Regions from separate parts of the Mus musculus genome. Here region 1 is linked to region 2. A link is a contact called in public Micro-C data. All regions are on one chromosome and are shown on one strand. Each heading gives the region's core, a stretch centred on a gene start, on an enhancer-like site or on the middle of the called end of the contact. The rest is flanking DNA. Distances are from core to core; before and after follow the strand shown.

Evidence for each region. Hi-C and Micro-C count contacts between places; a contact is called where the count stands out from the background.
Region 1: a contact with region 2 is called in a Micro-C map of the HL-1 cell line, with 3 times the contacts expected there. The contact joins two enhancer-like sites. A contact is called at or near these places in 2 of 15 datasets of contacts at CTCF or cohesin (embryonic stem cells and large pre-B cells), 4 of 484 Hi-C or Micro-C datasets (the HL-1 cell line, the N1E-115 cell line, bone marrow-derived macrophages and 1 more), 5 of 115 datasets of contacts at active chromatin or transcription factors (cardiomyocytes, embryonic stem cells and large pre-B cells) and 2 of 9 other capture datasets (embryonic stem cells and liver).

The regions. Positions count from the first base shown.
Region 1 is chr2:166,395,851-166,400,376 of GRCm38.p6, reverse strand. No RefSeq gene overlaps it. Among named protein-coding and RNA genes, the nearest start is that of Gm30796, 6.8 kb to the left of the region's middle. Within about 2 kb of position 1,391, at least 108 of the 459 cell types and tissues checked have an H3K27ac peak or open chromatin away from gene starts, as enhancers often do. A contact at or near this core is called in the HL-1 cell line and bone marrow-derived macrophages, where this site is marked.
Region 2 is chr2:166,083,541-166,088,287 of GRCm38.p6, reverse strand. Sulf2 (sulfatase 2) reads left to right here. Exons shown (of 21, transcript NM_028072.5): 7 at 1,127-1,302; 8 at 2,477-2,605; 9 at 3,846-3,902; 10 at 4,303-4,432. Among named protein-coding and RNA genes, the nearest start is that of Gm52534, 34 kb to the left of the region's middle. Within about 2 kb of position 1,542, at least 18 of the 459 cell types and tissues checked have an H3K27ac peak or open chromatin away from gene starts, as enhancers often do. A contact at or near this core is called in the HL-1 cell line and bone marrow-derived macrophages, where this site is marked.

The sequences.
Region 1 (4,526 bases), core at 142-2,641, 310 kb before region 2:
GGTTCAGAAGCCAAATTTAAACCCAGGCTTCTCATGACTAAAAACAGCAACAGCATTTGGCTTGATTTTTATAATATGCAAGAGTCAGGGTGTCTTTCCCTACATGGAGGAAGGGGGCACAATGTGAACAGGTCCTCTGATGTTTTGAGAAGAGCCAGAAGCAAAAATCTATTGATTACAAAACAAAACAGAAGAGTTGGTAGCTAACCAAGAAGAAAACAAAACAAAACAAAAAATACTAGTTTGTGCTGTCTGCCTGCCTGCCTGTCAGTGTTCTGCCTGGCTAAGCTCGTGGCACCTTCAGGACCCAAGGAGCTGGGCTCAGAAACTATGACAGACACCCAGCTTGACCCTGTTTTCAGAGTGACCAAGCTTGCGTTTACCACTCCCACGTTTGATAGAGGTGTGGGTGCAGCCCACACTTCGGCTCCCTCTGAGTGCCACAAGAAGCATCCTTGTCACCCAGGTGCTGTGAGAAAGGTCCCTTCCCCCAACCTCATGGCTGACACCCTGAGGCAGGAGGGACACGCACTAGGCACCTGCACCCATATAGGGAGATGAGTCTGCTGCTTCCCAGAGGCTGAGGCTGTGTCTGCTCAGAATTGGTGGCTGAGGCATGATGAGGGGGTGTTGTCAGGAGCTCCAGAACTTGGTATGAGTAGCTGGCCTGGGAGCTAATCGGTCACCCACACCCCAGCACTGTGGTGACAGATGTATGTCACCTTGCCTGGGTGCTGGAGGATTGGACTCAGGCCCTCATGCTTCTGAGGTGAAAACTTTACCAACTTTAACCAGGCCCAAGGCAGGCCAGTTTTAAAAGACTAGCCAAATAATTGCATAGCAGGTTCCTGGAGCTGGCCCAGGAGATCGCCCAGAGCTTCAGCGTGAGTGTGAAGTGCCTGGAAAATGTTGTCCCAGCAGGATGCATGGGCTGGGCCTGGAACTTAAATGTCATCAGTCAGGGGCTGGATGAGCCACTGAAGTCACAGAGAAAGGTGTCAGGATGACCTCAGCCTCGGCCCTTTGCTGTGGGGAGGTTTAGTCATGGAAAGAAACTAGATCTGCTTTTTCTGCACCCTCACCACCCCCAGGCTGACGCTGGGGAAAGCACATTTTGGTTGGCTGGCTAGCCAGCCTCCTCTTAAATATTTAACCCAGGCAGGGCAGTTCCTGCCTCCCACCTCCCTACCTCCCTCCCTCCCACCCTAGCTGTCCTTCAGCATCAGAGCTGGGGCCGGGAGGAGGGGCCCAGGACACATGTTTCTGAGTTAGAGATGCTGAAATCCTGGTAGTTACAGCAGTTTTAATAAATGGGGTTAATGCTCCAGGGTGAGGCTCTCCGTGTGCTGGTCACGCACAGCTGCCTGCATCAGTCCAGAGGTTTGTTTAAATGTACAGTTTAGAAGTGGATTAAGCAAGCTCTCTGAAGCCCAGTGTGCTGGGCAGGCGAGCACAGGGGACTGGTCAGAGCACAGACCCAGAGCCAGGGACAAGGATGCACAAGGCTGATTGACTCCAAGGATAGCGGGATGGAAAAGGAAGAGGCTTAAGTGAGATTTTTCAGTGAGCCCACAGCTGTTGGCTTCTTGGGGCGCTCACTGCAGCGGCTGGGGTTGCCTCCGCTTCTTCAGAGTCTGGGTCAGGCCTGGCAGATCAGGTCAGAGCTCGCTCTGTCCTTGGCCACTAAGGTGGATCCTCACTTCTCTTCCCTAGTCCTCCTTCCTCTGTCCTGCTGCATCCTGGATCCCACTTCAGCCATATTTAATGAGCCTTGGTAGCTTCAGTGCTACACCCCAGAGTGGACAAATGACAATAGGATTATTTCTTAGGTTTCTAGGTCTGAGAAGATTGAGGTCAAGGTTCTGGAAGAGCTGGCGTTCGCTGAGGGCCACTTTCCATCAAGGCATGGTCTCGTGACTTAACTACTCCCAAAGGCCGTGCTTCTCAACTGGGTTTTGTGGGGAATGGAGTGCTGACATACATCTGGACGCCTTTAGGCAAATGAATCCAGCTCAGCATTGCTTGGGACACTGGGGAGCTCATGGGCGAGCAAATGAGGTCATGGGATGCTTACCCGACTCTGTGAGACGGCTTAACCTACAACACACACTAAGCAAAAGATGCACTGCTTGACAGTGGCTCGTGCCATCTGCCCTGAGGTGGATGTGACACATTTGCACAGGTGACGTAGTAAGGACAGGCACCTGGGGACAGGGAGTGGGGCTGGCAGGAAGAGGTGCCTCCCAGAGGCAGGAGCAATGGCGGCGGCGGCGGCAGCAGCAGCAGCAACAGCAGCAGCAGCTTTGAGGAGAGCCTGAGACTTGGAAGGGAAAAGCTTGGTAACACACTGTAACAGGTACGAGCCTGACTCTCTGGTGAACCATCTAGGTTCTCGTGTCTCAAGACAAAGGACTACACTGGGCACATATGGTGAGAAACAGAAATAAAGGTGAGCCAAGAAGCAAGATCACTGAGCAAGGGAAATGGACTTCCAAGAATAGGAATGGGCTATTGAGCAGAGGGGAAAGCCAGAAGCACTGGGTTGGAGGCAGGGGACACTTAGAAGGCATTCACATAGCACCCACCTCTCCCACATCTGTATAGCCTGGGTTTTCCTTGTACATGCCCTGTTTGCGACTTGAAGCCTGGGTGATGGAGGGCTTCTAGTCTTTCTCTTCAAACCAGCTTCTTTTGTATGTAAATCTTTTAAAAGGATTTATTTTTATTATTGTTAATTATATGTGTGCACATATGTCCGTGTGGGGGTACTGCACATGAGCGCAGACCCACAGAGGCCAGAGTCATCAGATCCCTGGTTACAGGCAGATGTGGCCCACCCAACTTTGTAATGGGAACTTAACTCAGGTCCTTATGTCCTCTGTAAGAGCAGCAAGTGCTCTTAACGGCTGAACTAACTCCAGTCCTTGTGTGTGAATCTTGACGGGCCTTTCTCCAGTCTCTACTTTCCTGCTGAGAAGAGAGGAGAGCCACAATGGCAAGCTTCCAGGACACAGAAAATGTGCCTCTGTCCCTTGAGGGCCGGGTCTCAGCTTCAGTCAGTGTTGTTGGTTGGACAGACTTGGGGGGGGGGGGGGACATGAAGGCAGCCTAGCAGATTCACAGGAGAAAGATTCCTGGCCACTAGAGATGATAGGACACTAGCGACCTTCGCTCTCAGGCATCTCTACTCAGGAAAGCCGCGAGAGCCTGCTCCATGGTGAATAGAAGAGCCTCATCATGGTGGGACTGTGCAGACAACATCCTCAGGTGTGCCATGTGACAGGGTCCTTGCAAGGGATCCACGGAGGTAGACCCTCAAAAGCCAGCAGCTTCAAGTGGAAACTTGGGATTCGAAATCAGGTTTCAGTCTCTCTCTCTCTCTCTCTCTCTCTCTCTCTCCCTCCCTCCCTCCCTCCCTCTCTCTCTCTCTCTCTCTCTTTCTCTCTCTCTCTCTCTCTCTCTCTCTCACACACACACACACACACACCCTACATGGCATCCTCACACAGACACTGTGTCCCCTCTGATGAGTGTGCCCCAGACCGACAAGACGAGAGAGTAGGATCTGGTGTGGTCATGTCCCCAGCATCATGCCCAGGTCTGGGACCATCCTGTGTTCCTACTGATGCAGCCCTGACTCGGCTAACTACCTCTCTCTGATGAGTAGCCAGCCAGCATGAGGTTGAGATGTGAGAACCACATATTTTAAATAGGAATTAGGCTTGTGGTGGGCACACCTGGTTTGAGCTTAGGATGGGGAAACTGAGGTATCGAACCTTCTGGTGTTACTCCATGATGTCCTCTACAAAGTTCACATTAGAGGATGGTGAACTCGGTTTACAAAGGAAGACTGCACAAGACAGATTCATAATGTTTCCAGGAAGTTTATTTATACAATTCTGTGTTGAGCCCCATTTATAGGCAAGGAAGCGCTGAGCCTCTCTGGGCCTCAGTTTCCCTACCTGCCACACCAAGGTAGTGGTAGCGCCATCTGCAGGTCAGTCATCTCTCAGTCCCTGCTGTGAGCGTGGGCAGCGGCTTCTGCAGGACACCTAGGCAACAGCTCTGCAGGACTCTGTGGATGTGGTAGCCTCCTGGGGCCAAGCTTTGCCACCCGAGACCTTGTGCAGGTGAAAGCCCTTTTGGCACTAATGTCTATGGACTTGTGAGCCTACAGAGCGATTCTGAGAGAAATCTACAGAGGGAAAGGAACAGTTGCACCAGGGGACCCTGTTTCTCATGAACTCACACCATGGTGGAGAGGGAAGCCAAGTTTCTCTCTCTGCCCAGGGCTCCTGGGAGCTCAGAGGGACTCAGAACAGTGTGGACACTGGGGACTTTATCTGTCTGTGTGCCCCACACATCATTCACAGCAGCCTTGGGGTATGCAGGAGATGCAGAAATGTCTGTTATTTATTAAGTGCCTACTGTTTGCCAGGCATCTCATAAGCATTAGTTTATGCACTTCCAGTGTTAACCTCATGAAAACATCATCTCAGCTAAGTTAGATATGAGGAGAGTAAGGC
Region 2 (4,747 bases), core at 293-2,792:
AAAAACCCACTTAAAAGTTCAGTAGCTTTATTGAGCTATAACTCATACACTCAGTTAAAGTATACAACACAATGGGGTTTTTTGTTTTGTTTTTAAGACAGTCTCCTGTAGCCCAAACTGGCCTAGCACTCACCTCCTGCCTTCACCTCCCACATTCTAAGATTCCGGATGTGTGCCTCGTGCACGGCCCTCACTGACTTGCATTCACTCAGAGTTCTGCAACCATTACCACTGTCAAGTTAGAACATTTTCATCCCTCCAGGGGGATTAAACACCTTCCCTTAGCTGTCACCCCGTCTCTGCAGGTACTAAGGTCTTCCTGTCGTCACTCTGGACATTTCATGCAAATGGATCATAAAAATGTGGCCTTTGGGGACTGCCTTTTTTCATGAAAGCACAGTTTTCAAGACATGGCGAAGTCTGTATCACAATGTCCAGGACCCGCAGGCTGGGGAAGTCTGACTCCCAAAAGTTGTCCTCCGACTTTCACACACGTGATAGAATATACTACACACACACACACACACAGAGAATCATATTCCACTGTGTGGGCTAACAGCTTACTCAAAGGGGATCCATAGCTATCTAAATTTAAATCAAAATACTATAAAATTCAAACTCCATTCCTTGGCCACACACAACATAGTTCATATGCTCCATAGCCACGCTGGACAGTTGCAGACCCTCATGCAGGATTCTGTTTCAGGTTACCAACTCCCACCCTGGCCCTGGCCACATCTAGCGTTGTTTCCTTCCTTCCTTCCTTCCTTCCTTCCTTCCTTCCTTCCTTCCTTCCTTCCTTCCTTCATGCATTCATGCATTCATGCATTCATTCATTCATTCATGCATGCATTCATCCAAGGTCATTTATTAAGGGTCAGTGCAAGTGCAACACAGCTGCCAGAGAGCAAAATACAGAGACCCCCACACAGCAAGACCCCACCCCATAGGAACTGTCCACAGACAAGGGACAGATGTTAACAAGTGTAAGAGACAGGATAAGGGAGTCAGTTCCGGGGGCCTTGCAGAGAAGTGGACTTGCCCCAGGCATGGTCGAGATGGGAGGTGTGCTGAGAGCGGAGGGCTCCCACGAGGCCAGCCACCTCACCTCTGGCCTCTGTTGCAGATCTATGACATGCTGGTGGAGACGGGGGAGCTGGACAACACGTACATCCTGTACACCGCCGACCACGGCTACCACATTGGCCAGTTTGGGCTGGTGAAGGGCAAGTCTATGCCGTATGAATTCGACATCAGAGTCCCGTTCTACGTGAGGGGCCCCAACGTGGAAGCTGGCTCTCTGTAAGTGTGTCTCCTGTGCCCGTACCCCAGGTCCCAGGCTCACGGGGAGACCTTGGACTCTGCTTGGTCTGAAACTCAGCACAGGTCCAATCCACGCCTCTCAGGGGCAAGATTCTAGAACAGTTGTACCAGCCATTGTGTCGGCCAGGGTGGACTCCGAGGAGGGTCATACCCTTCTGAGGCGGAAGCCAGGAGCTATGACTCCCATGAAAAACAGCGAGGCGGGGTTCCGTGCCAGGAAATGCCAGAGCCTGGGTGTTGCCAGCTCATGGGAAGGTTCTTTGATTCCCACCCCGTCTGGGCAGTCACTGGTCTGGTGGCTGTTGAGGAAGAGATCTCAGACTTAAGCAGAGAGCCATTGTCCACTGGGCCTGCTCCTGGTGGCAACACCGAGTAAGCTGTCTGCCGTCTGCTCTTTCCTCAAGGACCGTGTGGGCCATGGCCTTAGCCGTTCTCCTTGGCCTAACCTTTGAAGTGGCAACCGGAAACAGAACCGCTTAGAGGAGGCAGAGTTGAATGAAAGGCTGGCAATCGCGGCCGCCTCATCTCTGTAGCAGCTGGGGGGCTGGGGGAGGGGGGGTCAAAGTCCAGTCAGGTATATCCAGAGGGAGGACTGGGACTTGCACAGCCCATCTTCCACGCCAGCAAGGGAGAGAGGCAGGAGGATACCGCCAGTGAGACCGCTGAACATCTGTCCACAGAACAGCTGGAGCGCCAACCCATCCCTCATAGTCTTTGCCGGGCCCCTCTCACATGGGTGGCTACTGAGTGGATCACCCTAATGTGATCCCAGGAGTGGGGTCCCCAAGCCTATGGGGCTTGTCACCAGACTCCTTGTTAAGAGCTAAAAGCGACACACGGCTGCCTCGAGGAAAATCATTCTGGGTCGAGTATAACAGGTGCTCAGAGGCCAGACTGTGCGTGCCCAGCCAGCAAGAACCAACAAGAGGGCGGGCATGAACCCTAGAGGCAGAGGAGGATAGTATTAGGGCATGTAACCTTGACAGTGCAGCACCGGACGGTCCGGCTGGAACTGGCCTCCCTACGGGTCAGAGTGTCAGGATGGAAGCTCTCTCATTTGCAGATGTCCCTCCCTCTTCACCTCCAGATGCCTCTGTCCCAAGCTAAGCTGCCACCCAGGTGGCCAAGTTTCCACTCCCTCTCTGTTCCCCAGGAACCCCCACATTGTCCTCAACATTGACCTGGCCCCCACCATACTGGATATCGCTGGACTGGACATCCCTGCAGACATGGACGGGAAGTCTATTCTCAAACTACTGGACTCAGAGCGGCCAGTGAACCGGTGAGAAGGAGCAAGAGAGACCCAGGGAAGGAGGCTCCCTAGCCAGGGGGAACTCAACCACGGGGAACTGGGAAGGCCACTGGAATCAGGATCTAGGTGCCCCCCACTAACCCATGAGAGATTGAAGGACCAGCCCTCTCTGGGATTCTATCCTCCCATTTGGAGCTAAGGACCTTCCAAAGCTAAAAGGATGAAAAGCCCAAAGTTAACAGTAGCACTGTGCTGTGCCCCGGGCACTCCAGCACGTTGGCCCTCATAGTAACCCAGTAAAGGAAAGTTGTGTTCTCTGAATCCTAGAGAGATAGAGGATAACCAAGAAGTCAGACTCTTCGTCACAATGGCTATGACTTTTGTGGCCCTATTGATGGGTGGTGGGACTGACCGGGAGTGTGTTCCAGGTGTCCTGGGTGGCTGAAGGAAGCAGCAATGAAATGGGGAAAACAAAACAAGGAAGGTGGAAAGGAAGGTGGCTAGAGATGAGGAACCAGAAAGGCAGGAGCGACCCCTTGTGGTCAACAGTGAAACTGCCCCCTGGATAACAGATCTTTCTGTGAGCCTCTCCTAGACTTTCCTCCCAGGGGGCCCAGCCCTGAGATCTACAGGTGGCTGGTGGCCCTGTAAGGTCGGTACATCTTCCAACGAAGGGGGCTGGAAGGGTCTAAAATGGACACATGCAGAGTGTAGGGGCACAGGACACTTGAGAATCGGGGACCACAAGGGGTCGCTCCTGCCTTTCTGGTTCCTCATCTCTAGCCACCTTCCTTTCCACCTTCCTTTCTGTTTTTTTTTTTTTGTTTTTTTTTTTCCCCCATTTCATTGCTGCTTCCTTCAGCCACCCAGGACACCTGGAACACACTCCCGGTCAGTCCCACCACCCATCAATAGGGCCACAAAAGTCATAGCCATTGTGACGAAGAGTCTGACTTCTTGGTTATCTCATAGATCAGGAGAAATGACCCCCTGCAGGCACTCATTAGCCCAGAACTGGGCTCCTGAGAGACTCCAAAACTCACACACAAACACACACACACACGTGCAAATGCCCATGTAACTGTACCCATTTCAACCACAAAGAGGCATTCAGAACACATCTTGGAGAAGCAGCCCTGTCCCTGGGGTGTGGAAACCTTTCCAGTGTCACTCAATGACTGCCACTTGGCCCAGGGTATGGAGAACCTGTGGACAGGGCTGGGGACACGGGAACCCGGCAGACAGGATGCTGGACCTGCTTGTTTTCTAGGTTCCACTTGAAAAAGAAGCTGAGGGTCTGGCGAGACTCCTTCCTGGTGGAGAGAGGGTGAGTGCCGGCCGGGCAGGAAGACCCCCATGAGGAGTGGTCACAAGACTGTGGGAGGCTGAATAGTGCTGTGCTAGTGACTGGGTGACTCAGAGCTGTGTCCAAATTCCCTGTCACAATTGGGTGGCTCATGCAGAATTCGAATCTGGAGGCCACATGTCCCCATTCAACATACTTGGCAGAGCCTGTACGATGTCATCACTGTTCATTTAATCCTAACTCAGGCCATCTGGGATAGACAGCTCCTGTAGACTTCCCATTAAAACCCAGGTGCTCTCAAGCCACCAGCCACCCATCCTCCACAGTAGGTCTCCACAGAGCTATGCAGGGCCGGCAGCCTAGGCAAGCACAAGTTGCCCCAGGGCTCCACCCAGTTCAACCAGCCCCGCATCTCCCTCAGCAAACTGCTCCACAAGAGGGAGGGTGACAAAGTGAATGCCCAGGAGGAGAACTTCCTGCCCAAGTACCAGCGCGTGAAGGACCTGTGTCAGCGAGCTGAGTACCAGACAGCATGCGAACAGCTGGGGCAGGTGAGGAGATGGCGGATCTTCTGGGTCCTCTGGGGTGTGGTTGCCATGGTTACATGGGAGGCTCTGGTCCCTGTCAGGGTAGCAGTGTCCTCTGGGTGTGTGACCTTGCACTCCTCATGTGGGAAAACACCAGCAGGCAGGCTCAGGTGGCAAACAGCATTCATTGCCTCCCAGCTGACTTGTGTGGTATAACTCTCTGCGGCTGGCTTCCGTTTATAGGGGGATTAGGAAATAGCTTTCAAGATTTTTTTTTTAAAAGGACATTGATTGCAAAAGAGACGCTAAGTAAACATATAACCCTGGTAGTATCCAGGG